Linked DNA regions of Rattus norvegicus: region 1 is linked to region 2. The links are chromatin contacts, called in public Hi-C maps. All regions are on one chromosome and are shown on one strand. Each heading gives the region's core, a stretch centred on a gene start, on an enhancer-like site or on the middle of the called end of the contact. The rest is flanking DNA. Distances are from core to core; before and after follow the strand shown.

Region 1 (6,221 bases), core at 1,503-4,002, 56 kb after region 2:
GTTTCCTGCCTCCGTGCTGTTCTTTCCCACATCGATTTGACACATGCATCTGACTCTAGCCAACTGGACATGGGCAGGCATGATGCAATCAGAACCGGATATGCAATTGCACAATAGGACTGGTGCTCTTGGAAGAGGTCCGCACTCAGAATCCTGTACAGTGCTGTGTGAAAGAATGGGCCAGTCTACAAATGCTGGAAAGTCACTTGGTCCCATTCATTATGTAAGTCACACAGTAATAGCACAGGGATAAGATCTTCTCATTTGAATTCATCCAGGCCGTAGAATCACACAGAGTAACCTTAAATCAGTGATTCTCAACCTGTGAGTTGTGACCCCTTTGTGGGTCCAATGACCCTTTCATAGGGGTTGTATATCAGCTATCCTGCATATCAGATATTTACATTATGATTCATAACGGTAGCAAAATTACAGTGATGGATTAGCAGTGAAAATAATTTTGTGGTTGGGGTCACCACAACATGAGGAACTTCATTAAAGGGTCACCACATTAGGAAGGTTGAGAACCATTGATTTAAATTAGTTGATTTGTCATTTATAACAAAGAACACATCCCTGGGAGATTGTTGTAATAATGAACCCTGGTGACAGATTTTTCTGATCTGAGATAACCCAACTATGTAACTATTATTTATCCTTTAGTTACTACTTTCGATTAACTGCTGGACTCTTATTGGGTGATTTTTTTTCATGTAATTTTTAATAATTCTAATATTGAATTACAGAATTTAGGTTTCTCTGTGGCCCAGAGTTATTCGCGTTATATTTTAACCATCTATTTTGGACAGTTGACACTTGCCTGTGAAACTCTCTGATCATAAAGCGTTCCAGGGTTGACATCATCCCTTCCAGGTCCTCTAGAAGACCTTGTGCTTATACTCACTAGAGTTTGATATTTTACATATTGCTTATAGAATATGCATATTTTAATATTTTAAATTTTGATATTTAAGACCTTTGTGTCCTCTTGATTTCTTTCATATATGTGACTGTGCCTTTTTTTTCTAAACTAGGTGTTTCGCTCTCTCTCTCTCTCTCTTTTTTTTTTTTTTTTTTTTTTTTGGTGTTAGGAGTTGATCTAGTTCTCACACATTCAGGTCACATGAACCATTGAGCTCTATCCTTAACTCTATGATTTCTTTTACCCTCTATGAAGGTCTCCTAATCTATTTAGTAAGCTTTTCAAGTAGTTGAAGTTGGGATGGCTTTACTTTTTATTATATTGTCTTTTAAATTTTTTATCTTTATGAATTTAATCTTCCTGGTTTCTTTTGGCTCATTTTCTTTTTAGAAGTTCAATTTCAAAATTGAAAGCGGTAACCAAGAAAGAGCTTTCAGTGCTCTGCCAGTCTCTTCCCTCCCCCTCCCTCCCTGGGTGATCTTTAACAGCAGTAAGAACCCTTCATAAAAAACGAGCACCTTTCCTTTATAAGAAAATTGGCCTGAGGGGTGGAGCCACGCGCCATGTTCCAGTAGCTCCAGCAGCATGCAGCTCCTCTCTCTTTGGCAAGCGAGTATTAATTTCCCTTTAGGACACCTGCTTCCCTGTGATCTCATCTCCATCCAAGTACAGACCGTGACTCAGGCTTAGCTAGTCATCATTCTCTATCCCGTTGGCCAGTGATTGACTCAGGAACTCAGAGATGACCCAAAATGGACCAATCAAACATTCTCCAAGGGCTTAATTAGAGTATTAGGAAGGAGACTGCTTCTGCCCTGGGATTTCATTTGCTATGACGCAAGATTATCAAGAGCTGCCAGAGGTTGCCAGTCTTTATTGCTTCTAGAAAGGCATCTACGAACCATACACTGCCCAGAAGGAGAAAGAAGAGCTGGATTCTGAGTGACATCAGTTGTACCATTGACCAGTATGCCTGGAGGCGACTCATTCTGTTTGTGCATCCTTACTATGTGAGTAAATGCTCACTTTTGTTAAGTGGGCCTGAATGTCTACCCTAAATCATAAGCTGAATTCTGACAAACATAGAAAACATAGTGACTCAGTTAGGGTTTCTATTACTGTGAACAGACGCCATGACCATGCCAACTCTTATACAAGAAAACATTCTTTGGTGCTGCCTTACAGTTTAGAGGTTTAGTCTAGTATCGTCACAATGGGAAGCATGGCAGTGGACATGGCGCTGGAGAGGTAGTAAGGGTCCTACATCCAGATCCTCGGACTGCAGGACAAAAGAGACACTGAGTCTGGCCTGAACTTATGAAACCTCAAAGCCCATCCCCAGTGATACACTTCCTCCAACAAGGCCACACCTTCTAACACTGCCACCCACTATGGGTCTATGGGGGCCATTTTCCTTCAAAGCGCCACACATGGTATCAGGAAAACATGACCTGTCAATGAGAGTCAAGTCACCCTACTCAGTTTGTGTGTCACTATGTGGCCCCCTACTTTTATCCTCACAGTTCCTGACTCAGTCGCACAATCACCACTCCATCTTCCACATGACTTGCTTGCCTGCGTCTTTTGACTGGTTAATGTTGGCATTAAGGATAAAAAAATAAAAAAGTTTTAAAAAGTCCAAGTAATTTTTATCTGAAAACTTGCTAGTTTGAACTTTCTAAAGGAGAAAGATAAGCTTATTCGTGATTGTTGTTGCAGAATCACCTTCTTAGTGGGTCTATTTTCCTGGAAAGGCACGAGGCTACATGAATGTAGTCAGGCCTGGCCTGTGTGGAGGGAAGGGAGTATCCACAGAACAGCTGTGCTGTGGGCTGGAGGCCAGGAAACCTAGGGAAACCAGCAGGCTTGATCTAAACGCAGCTTCTCACACAAGGGCCGACAGGCCCTGTTCAGTATTTGCAGGGAAATGGGACAAACAGAATTTTTTCATGCAGCTTCATTTTATTAAAAGATCTGCAGAAATCAGATTACTCACAAATTAAAACAATCCTTAGGAAAAAGGGGAGAACACACACTTAGAGGAAACTTACTATCATGTCTGGCTGCTCTGGTCAATATATACGACTAAGGTGCAATTTTTCTTGCCTGAAGGAAAAAAAAAACTATTGGCCCGGTGTTCCCCTCCAGCCATGCCTTGGTGAGTTGCTCCTGTTATAGTATGGAACAGGTTGTGTCTGAATTTTCTGTCTCCACTTGTCCTTATCCTGATCTTTCTTCAGCCCACTCCTGTCAGTGTTTGGCTTCTATTTTGCTCTTGCTAAGTCTCTAGAAGATTCCATGTTGCTAATTTCAGTGGTCCATTTTCAGCCCTGTTTGTTGACCTCTGTGGCAGTTTATTCACGTCTTCTGGAAGTACTTTTCTTTACTCAGCTCTCAGAACCCTGCATTCTGCCAGGTACCCCTTCTCTGCTTGGTCTCTTTTGTGGTTTCTCCTCAGCTTCCAGACCCCTTACTATGGGTGGAGGGTTGCTTTTTTGACGTCTGCTCTATCCATGTGTTCTGACCTATGATCCCAGCCAGCTTCCCAACTTGAAATTCCATCTATATGCCGACATCTTCTAAATGTATTTCTCTGCCTGGACCTTTCCCCTGAATTCTTGTTACATATTTGTCTTCAATGTCCCCATTTGGATGGGGAACATGCATCTCAGACTTAACTTACCCAGAAAGGAAACTTGCCCTCCCTGGGTAAGCCTGCTCCTGCCCTATCTCATCAAATCACAACGAGGTTTTCATATTTTTGGACCTCAACCCATGGAGTCAGTTTTGATTCCTCCTTTACTCTTAAACTCCTATCTCTAATCAGCCAGAAAATTGTCTGGCTCTATCCACAAATATTTGCAGGATTTGCACTCATGCCATCCTCAGCTTGGCTCAAGTCACCGTACTCTATCATCTCTTGCCAAGATTCCTGTCCTAGTCTCATAGCTTTGTGCTTTGCCTGTGTTTGACTTTCCTCCATCTAGCAACTGATATGATCCTTTCATTAAACATGTCAGGTTCTCTACATAGAACCCTCCATGACTTTCTCCTTGCTCAAAATCAAAGATAACCTCCCTATGAAGCTCAAAGACCTCACTCCACCCCCCGTGTGTTTCTCCTAACTCCTCATGTGCCCACCCCATCACTTTCTCTAGCCTTGAACTAAATGCTACTTTTCCATGAGTCTTTACCACCTGGCTTAAAATGGCCTCTTCTAAATGCATTCTGAAACCACTACACTCCCCTAGCTTGCTCTCCACTTAGATTTATCACATCTAATATGCCATGACTTCACTTATTTATTCTCTACTTTCTTTCACCAAAATGTATCCAGAGAGACTTTTACCAGCTTTGTTCATTACATTATTTCATAGTTCATAGCAAGTACCCAAAAAAACATGCTACTCGAAGGAGCCAAGCCTATCACTAAAGAATGAATGTGACTGGCTTGTTCTGCTCTGCCACTTGGACCCTTCTCCAGAAAGGCCTGAGATTCTCTGTAAGAGGCAGTGTGCGGCAAGAGGAAAGGTGGCAGTAAAGGGGGACTTGGGGATGCAAGAAGGACATGGTAGTAGGTTGGACACTTCCTGGTGACAAAGAGAAGACTAGAGATGACTTGGGTGCTATGCTTTGTTCATGGGGACATAAAGGTGACACTACAAGGGAACACCAACATATGCTGCAGAAGCATCGCCAGAAGTCCGGCTTCATTTCTGCATCACCACAGGTCTGGTTTCACACGCTCACTCATTCCCCCATATAGGCAAGTATGTTGATGATTATTTCTGCATAAACACTATATTTGGTTGAGAATGAATGTTCTACCTGCCTCATCTAAAAGTCGATCTCTCTGAAGGAACTTGCTTTTCTGTAAGGACCATGAAAATATATTAATGGATAATACTAATTCATGAATGACCCAACATACTTTTCTATAATTTCATCTTTTGTCTCTAAAGTGTAAAGTTTATAGCCACACACATATTTAATATATATGTATTAAATGTGTGTACACACAGACACAGACACAAACACAGAGTAATTTAAGAAATAAGACTGTTGGTGAATACCTTTGCAAATCCTATTTTGTCCTTTCTCATTTTATTTATCTATCAATACTTCACAATAACACACAAGCATATAGAACATTTATATAATGCCTCAGGAGTTGCTCTAAAGGCACTCCTAGGTTAATTTACTTTAGACTACCAACAACCTTAAGAGGCAGGATACCCTTTATAAAAATTCACCCTAAAGTCTAAGCCTTTTAGCTTAATATATTTTTGTTTTTATTTTATTAATTTGCCTTGTGTTTTTGTTTGTTTTTCAGTAGTCATTCAGTGGAAATGTTTGGCAGCTAGCTTTTCTCATGGCAACTTGGGGCCCTAGGCTCCTCCTACATTATAGTAGCTCCATCACTCTCCAAGGCCCCTGGATCTGACACACCCTTGACCAGCAGGTGGTAGAGAGAGAGAGTAAAGGATCACATTCCATTGAAAGAGAATCTGAGGACACAGCAGCCCTAACTGCAAGGAAAGCTGGGCTGGGAGGACCAGTGTGGTGGTGGTGTGTCAAGAATGTCGTAAGTGCCACATGCCAGTCTCTGCCAATGGCAGATTCTTAGTCTTCACACAGAGAAAAACCGAAGTGCAGAAGGATGAGAAAACTTGCCTGAAAGTTCGTCAGTGATGCAAAAGAGAGCTGGGACCTGGCCCAAGCTGTCAATCTCCATATGGGCCTTCTGTCGTTATAGCTAGGGTAAGAATTCAGCCAATCGTTTAAAGATGACAACTGCCCATCCAAATGAATGAGATGGAAACCCCAAACTCTTGTTCCAGTTTAATTTTTTGCTGCTCTTTTGCCAGTAGGCAGCCACCTGGGCCAGGGCTTGCCAACTCTCCCCACACTGACAGTGCCAGATAATTAAGAACCAGCTTCAGCAATCATGCATAGCACCAAGACATGTCCATGTCCCCTTAACTGGGAGCTAGCCTGACAGGTAGGTCGGGCTATGCAGAGGGAGGCTAGTTAGGAAGGGGGGGGCTGATGGCATGAAGGCTTTCTAAGTAGTCTTTTGCATGTTTAGTTTCTGTTTAGAAGTCACAATCAGAATGTCATAGACGGCTGCTTATTTTAGGCTCTTGTGGGGTCAGGGGAGGAGAACAGCCCAAGGCTCTCCTCTGGTGTGGAGAAATCACTGCAGGGAGGACGCTGTGGGCAAGATGAGGAGGTAAGACTATGTCAGCAGATACTCAAGATTCTTAAAACAAATATGTCTGATTGAAAAGGCAGGACC
Region 2 (6,476 bases), core at 331-2,830:
CCAAGGCAGTCAGTGATGACTTGCCTGTTTCAACTGAACAGGATTTGGTAAGTTTTTTGAGTACCTTAAGTAAGCTGACCATTATGTTCTATACCCTCCGACTTCCAAAGTGCCTGACAATGCTTACCAACGTCCTTCTCTCTGCAACAGGAAATAGCCTGTCACAGAACTCTAGAGGAAAGCTGCTTAGATCTCTGAAGACTCCTGAACACTTCCCAGAGCAGCTGTTAGTGACTACTAGACGCCTGTTGGGCTACCACTGCAGCTAAATTAACAGTGAATCGCCTCGTTTCTCTTTAATGCTATTCTTCCAGAAAACCTGGAGATCTACCTTAAAAATAAACACAGCAGGAAGAAAAATAAGTTACTCTAGCTCCACCACTTTGCCCCAGGAAATCATTTCAAGACCTTTACATCATTGCTTAAGCCACACCAGATCAGTTATATAAGACAATGAAGGCTTTAAAAGCATACAATTTTCTACTTAATCTTACCAAACGTATTTGCAAGTTTTCAGTAAGTGCTAGAACGTTCTGTGTTTGAAAAGATACTGGTGCACTCCATCAGAACTGTGCTGCACAAATCCACGTCACAAATATCCTGCACTTGGTAAATTTTAGGTGTGTTTCTGGTTACCTGCTGCGCTTTCTGCACCCGCTGTCACCCAGTGATGCTCTCAAACAGCATATACTTCCCATCCCTTAAAACGGCCTCGTACCCCCACAAAAACACACCAGACTTTGACGTTTCTTCATACTAACACGGAACCACCAGTGCCACTAGGTGCTGAGGCTCTCAAAGAATCTCTTCAGCAGCTTCCCCTGGGACAGGGCGCTCGCCGGGCTCTCAATCGGTAAGAAGCTGCCAGCTGCCTTTGCAAAGGCAGCAGAGGCCAACTCCATACCGCATTGCTGCTACGGCTGCTGCTGCCGCCTACTTTATCCGACTGCTTTGGGAAGAGGGGAAATGAGCCCAGTCCCCTACAGACCCCAATGGCCCCTTCGGCAACACGAAAGAGAAACCACTGCATTGCTCAGCTGGGAAGCTCGCAGGAGCCCACTAAAAGGCGAAGAAGCCACAGTGGAGGCGCCAGTCGGTGGACTAGGAAGGCGTCCGAAGTGCGACGACCGGCGCCAAGGCAACCGCGAGGCGCCCCCTCGGAGATGGGGTCCTGCCGGGAGTCCCGCCAAGCCTGCTCGTCGCCGCGCCGGCCTCACCTGTCAGCAGCGCCTGGCGCTCGCCGGCAGCCGCAGCCGAAGGAGACGCAGCCGCTCCGGCCGACCCCGACGCGCGCCGCCCGCGGAGGTGCCGGGGCACCAGGTCGCATCCGTCCGCCACGCCGGCCACCAACAGCCCGAAGAGCAGCATTGCTGCCCAGCGCCGTCGGGAAGGGCGGCCCAAGGCCCGGCCGGGTGCCGCGGCGGGAGGAGCGCTCACAGGAGCCGCCGGGCACTCGCTCGCCGCCAGCTGTCCGGGGCCCCGTCGCCTCGGAAGCAGACTCCCGCCGGGTGCTAGCCCGCTCCCTTCACCGGCGGCCCGCGGAGCTCGGCACCCCGCCGCGTTCATTGGTTCCGGTTATTTAAAAAAAAAAAAAAGTGGGGGAGCGCAGTGGTACGGCGTCTTCCGACCCGGCGCGACACCCGCGCAGCTGCCGCGGCGACACCGGGATCCGCTGCTCTGGCGCGGCCAAGCCCCAGCCCAGCGCCCGCGCCGCCGCCGCGGCGCATCCCCCCGCCCCCTCCGGCCGGCGCCCGCCGTAGTACCACGCTCGGCCGGGACACCTCCCTCCCCTCACACACTAGCTCTCATACCAATCCCCCGCCTCCCTCAGCGCCGCCACTGCGCAGGCGCGATGCGGTGGTACTGCGCGTGCGCGGTTCTAGACCCCGCCCCTAGGGGCGTTTCCAGACTGGTGGGCGGGGTGCGGGACAGCGGCCCAGGCGGAGCTTTAGGAGCCAAAGAACCAGAGCTGGAGGAAGGCCTGTGTCTCGCCCACGCAGTGATCCGATGATGGGCAGCCTGGGGACCTGGATAAAGCCAGTCGACGTCGCTGATACTCTGAGTGCTTTACCCGGTGGGACAGAAAAAACCTTGCAGTAGGAAACAGCGGCCCCCCAGACTTGGATGTTGGTGGGGCTTACCAGTTGCCAGCTTTGTAGAAGGGAAGGGTTACCCAGCCTATCCTTGTATTTACTTTACAAACATTTGGCAAAGCGCTTACCTTGTGCCAGCGTGCTAGGAATTTCTCTAAGCAATTTACAGTGGCATAGTGTAACTCATCCTTCTCATCGCCATTTTACAAGTGACAAAATCCAAGCCCTGAAATGTTAAGATAGCTTAACCCACTGACCCATAGCTAGTAAGTGGACATGGCCCGATTTATCAACTACTGGATGGAAATGTTCAAATAATTTGCTCTAGCTTTTTACTATTCTTCTTGCTGATATTGCGGGCAGTCATCGCCATTTTCCTCACATCCCACGCCTTCTGTAAACGATGCCAGCTGAACAGGTTGCCCCAACTACAACATAGACCTGACCATTTCGCTTATCCGCAATGAAGCAAAGTTTTGTGCATTCTTACAAATTCTGCTCCAGACAGGTTTAATTGGTCCAAAGGGAGGAAATAACAGAATATGTTTTGTCCAAGTAATTGCCATTAGGACTATGTTGTTGTTATTGTTGTTTGTTTTATTTTTTAGTTTTTTTTTAATTGTGGTGGGAGTGCCTAGGATATGACCCATGTGAATGGCACTCAGACTGGAGCTACATACCTCAGAAACCCATATCAAAGCATTTCTTCAGAAAACTTTTGAAATGTAATAGGAGGTGTTAAACACACATACATATTTAGGATCTTGTAGCTAGGATTGTTAAGAACATAGGTCTGGCTACTGTTGGATTTCACTGTCGGCTTGAAGTTTAGATTATTTTGTTCCAGAAGTCAAATTAGCCTCCAAAACAATTCTTTAGGAAACTTGACCAAAAGAACTTCAGATATCACTCATAGCAGAAGAGGCAGATACACACTGCAGAAAAGAATCAGGAATAATAATGAGGCTAATCGACCACAATTATTTCTTGGCATTCTTCACTGGAGCATCATGTTGGAGGGTGAGGCAGTTCCTTACAGGGCAACAGTAAGATTCTATTTTGCTTGCTGAAAGGCAGTGAAGTCATGTGTTTGCTGAGTAGACAGTACTGCTAGGCACCGGAAAACCAGGAAGTAAACAAGTTCTTTTCCTACTCTACAGGAGGCATCACTTAATTCATCAATATTTACTGAACACCTAATGTATGCCAAGCAAAGTATTATACGGTGGAGTATTATATTCAGTAGACAAGGAAGCACTTGAAAATGTCAAATAAGTCAAAACTAGAAGCTAGAAGATTACTAACAGTCCTTTCCTAGAGAACTTTACCATCTTGGATGGGAGATAAAATTTGTCTATTAAATAACTATAGGTTCTTACAAGGTTATGACAAGGAATCAATTACCAAAGTGAGTGGTACAAACTGTGTACAGCAATAACAATATAAAGCCAGGAAAAGTTAGCAATCCACTGGCCTGGGGTTCTTTAAACAAAGATAACATACGATTTCAAAGATAGGGCACAGGCACTGAAGCACAGTATTGGATTCAGAGTCATAAACGTTTATGTCTCTCTAGTGGTGGGAACCACCATTCACTATAGAGGCCTCTCTCAGAAGGACGCGGGCTAGAAACTATCATATATATCTATTTTATGGGTACCGAAGTTTCTGACTATTAAACTGAGCAGCCATGGTGCACACTGTTACTCAGAGGAGTATGCTGCCCCACTGCATCATAACGTAGGCCTAACTAACAGGCAAGTCCATTACATTGAAGAAAAAAAATATCCCATCCGTAGAATTACAGATACAGAATTTTACCTGCAAGCCACACATGAACACAGGGCTTGAGGGGTGATAATCACATTCTCTTTCCCTAACAACCTAGAGCTTCCTGCCTGCCCTTCTCTAGCCAAATCCCATCAAAATCTTCCTGAAACCCCTCTCCCTTGGTGGCCACCCTACTCCTACAGTCCAGCCTCCTCCTTTTAAAGTCTAAACCTCACAACTTGTCATTTGTTTGCAAAATGTGTTCATGCCCTTGTTCTAACAAAGCCTTGACTTCAAGCGTCTGATGGGCAGCCTTGAACTTTGTTATCTGACCAACCTCGTAGAAATCTCAACTCTTTTCACTCAACTCTTTTCAGTGTGACGCGTAGGCAAGTTAATTAGGAACCCAATTATACCTACACAACAGAATTATTGGTGGTTGCAGTGGAGTGGAAAAAATAGTAACAAAGAAAGCCTTCCCTGGGTGCCTGGCACCTAGGTGCTTTGTACTTAGTGACTCTGGCCTCAGGCTCTGGGCGTGTATGCTAAACGTTAGGATTAAACGCATCACACTTTGCCTATGCTGTTCGATTCTGCAGATGAGCCCAACTCTCAGTGCACGCCCAAAGAAGAAGCATTGCACTGGTTCCTCCCCATCCCTGAACAAACCCTCCTCATCCTCTTCCCTTACAGCCCCACAGCCTACACAGCCTGCCTCGGCTCCAACTAGGAGAACCAGATCTCCGCTGGCGAGCTCAGGAGCCTCCCCGCAGCAACGCGCATGCCCACGGACTCTGGCGGCCGCCACAGGTGCGCGACTCTGGCTGGCACAGAGCGCTCCCGAGTTCCGTGGGCGGACCGTCCGCGCGCGCCCGACACCCGGGCGATGACATCACCGCGTGGGCGGACGCAGTGGCTCTGGAAGGGAGCTCCGTGGGCGTGGGGCGGGATGGAAGTATCACCCAGGGGAATTCCGGCTGAGGTCCGGCCTGCCCACAGCTTCCCCGGCCTGACTGTGACCCCAAGGAGTGGGGGGGGTTCCTGCCACATCAGGGTAGAGGAGCACGATGGGCAAGTGCTCTTTGATCACCCTTCTTAGATAGCTCCTGGGGAAAGGAAAGAGTCCTCTTTAGTGGAAACCCGGTTATGAACTGGGCCACTTTCATAGCTTCCTAGGAAATTAAGGTCCTGAGAACTTTGAAAAACTAAAAGTGATTACAGCTAGTAGGGTTTCAAGATAGAAGCAATGAAAGTTACCGAGTATGAGTATAGTCTTCAAGTCGTGGAGTTCATTAAAGCACTAAAAGGGGGTGGGAGGGGAGAGTAGTGAAAGTTGATCACTAGTAAACCACTTGCTACCTCAATCCACAATGAACAAGTTATGCCTCACCCGGCTTACTGGGGGTGGAAAACCTTAGCATCTTTGGGAGTGAAGGAAGGAAGCTTTCCTAAAGCCACTCCACAAAAGAATGTCAAATTTACCCACCAAAGCCAAGTGGATCGGTGTTTCGTGACGTGATTTATTGCTAATCAAAATGAGTTTTCTCTGTGACTGGTAAACTTGAAGTGGTACGTGAGAGGTGTTGATATCTCTGATAAGTGGTAGTGCCTGTGGTAGGAACGGTATTGGCGTTGTCTGTACGAGTGAAATTAGATGAAGAGAAAAGTAAAAATGTCATGAATCATACCAGAGATTCAAATAATGGGGCAAGCTATAATACCAGCGCTTCAGACGGTGGGTGGGGCAATTATGCACGAGATAACACATAGCTTGCACTCTGGTAAGTGTATCTGATAGCAAGTGAGACCGGAAAAGAGTAACTGATAAGGTGCAAAAATATTTATGTAAAATGCTAGAAGCGGTGCACACCAATAATACAGGAATGGAGTGGTAGAGAGTGAAGATTGAGAAATTCAAGGTCAATGTAAGCTACAGGAAAGTCAGAGAGACAGACAGAAACAGAGAGAAACAAAGATGAGAGACAGAGACACACAGAGAGACCAAGCAACTAATTCACATGCCTTCTAACTGATTCTTAGTTTGCACAAAAAGGCAGAGAAGATTGGAGAGGTAAAATGTAAATATTAGGCAAAGTATCCTTCTGTGGGTCTAGAGTACCAGTCACCACGTCAGTTCCTAACGTGAGGACTGGAAAAGTAACTGAGTGGTAGAATGTGTGTTTCTCACACACAGGCTCTGGGTTCAGTCCCCACAACATACATACCTATGCACTGAGTTTATAACCCACTGAAAATTGTTCAAAAAAGTCATAGGCTACAAAACATATCAAAATTAAAACAAAGTGTAATAAATTAAGGAAACAACCCCATGTTAATGGCACCAAAAATTAAATAGAATACTTACTACTAACAAAGGATATGAAAGACCTCTACACTGAAAGCTGTGTAATGCTTCTCGAAGAACATGTGAGGACACAGTTAAGTGGAAAGACAGCCTGTGTGGTAGTGCAAAGGCTAACACATAGCCACTCCCCAAAGAGATCTACAGACTTACTGCAATTGTTCCGGTATGTTTTTTTCCTCAGAAACAAACAAACAAACAAACAAACAAAAAAGCTAAACTTTGTATGGAACCAAGGAAGGATCCAAATG

Evidence for each region. A called contact is a pair of places that touch in the nucleus more often than the background predicts.
Region 1: a contact with region 2 is called in a Hi-C map of psoas muscle, with 2.1 times the contacts expected there. The contact joins the enhancer-like site here to the promoter of Stim2 in region 2. A contact is called at or near these places in 3 of 12 Hi-C or Micro-C datasets (liver, mammary epithelial cells and psoas muscle).

The regions. Positions count from the first base shown.
Region 1 is chr14:61,269,874-61,276,094 of GRCr8, forward strand. No RefSeq gene overlaps it. Among named protein-coding and RNA genes, the nearest start is that of Stim2, 56 kb to the left of the region's middle. Within about 2 kb of position 2,753, at least 11 of the 93 cell types and tissues checked have an H3K27ac peak or open chromatin away from gene starts, as enhancers often do.
Region 2 is chr14:61,215,500-61,221,975 of GRCr8, forward strand. It overlaps Stim2 (stromal interaction molecule 2), which reads right to left and starts at 1,581. Exons shown (of 12, transcript NM_001105750.2): 1 at 1,218-1,581. The coding sequence starts at 1,368.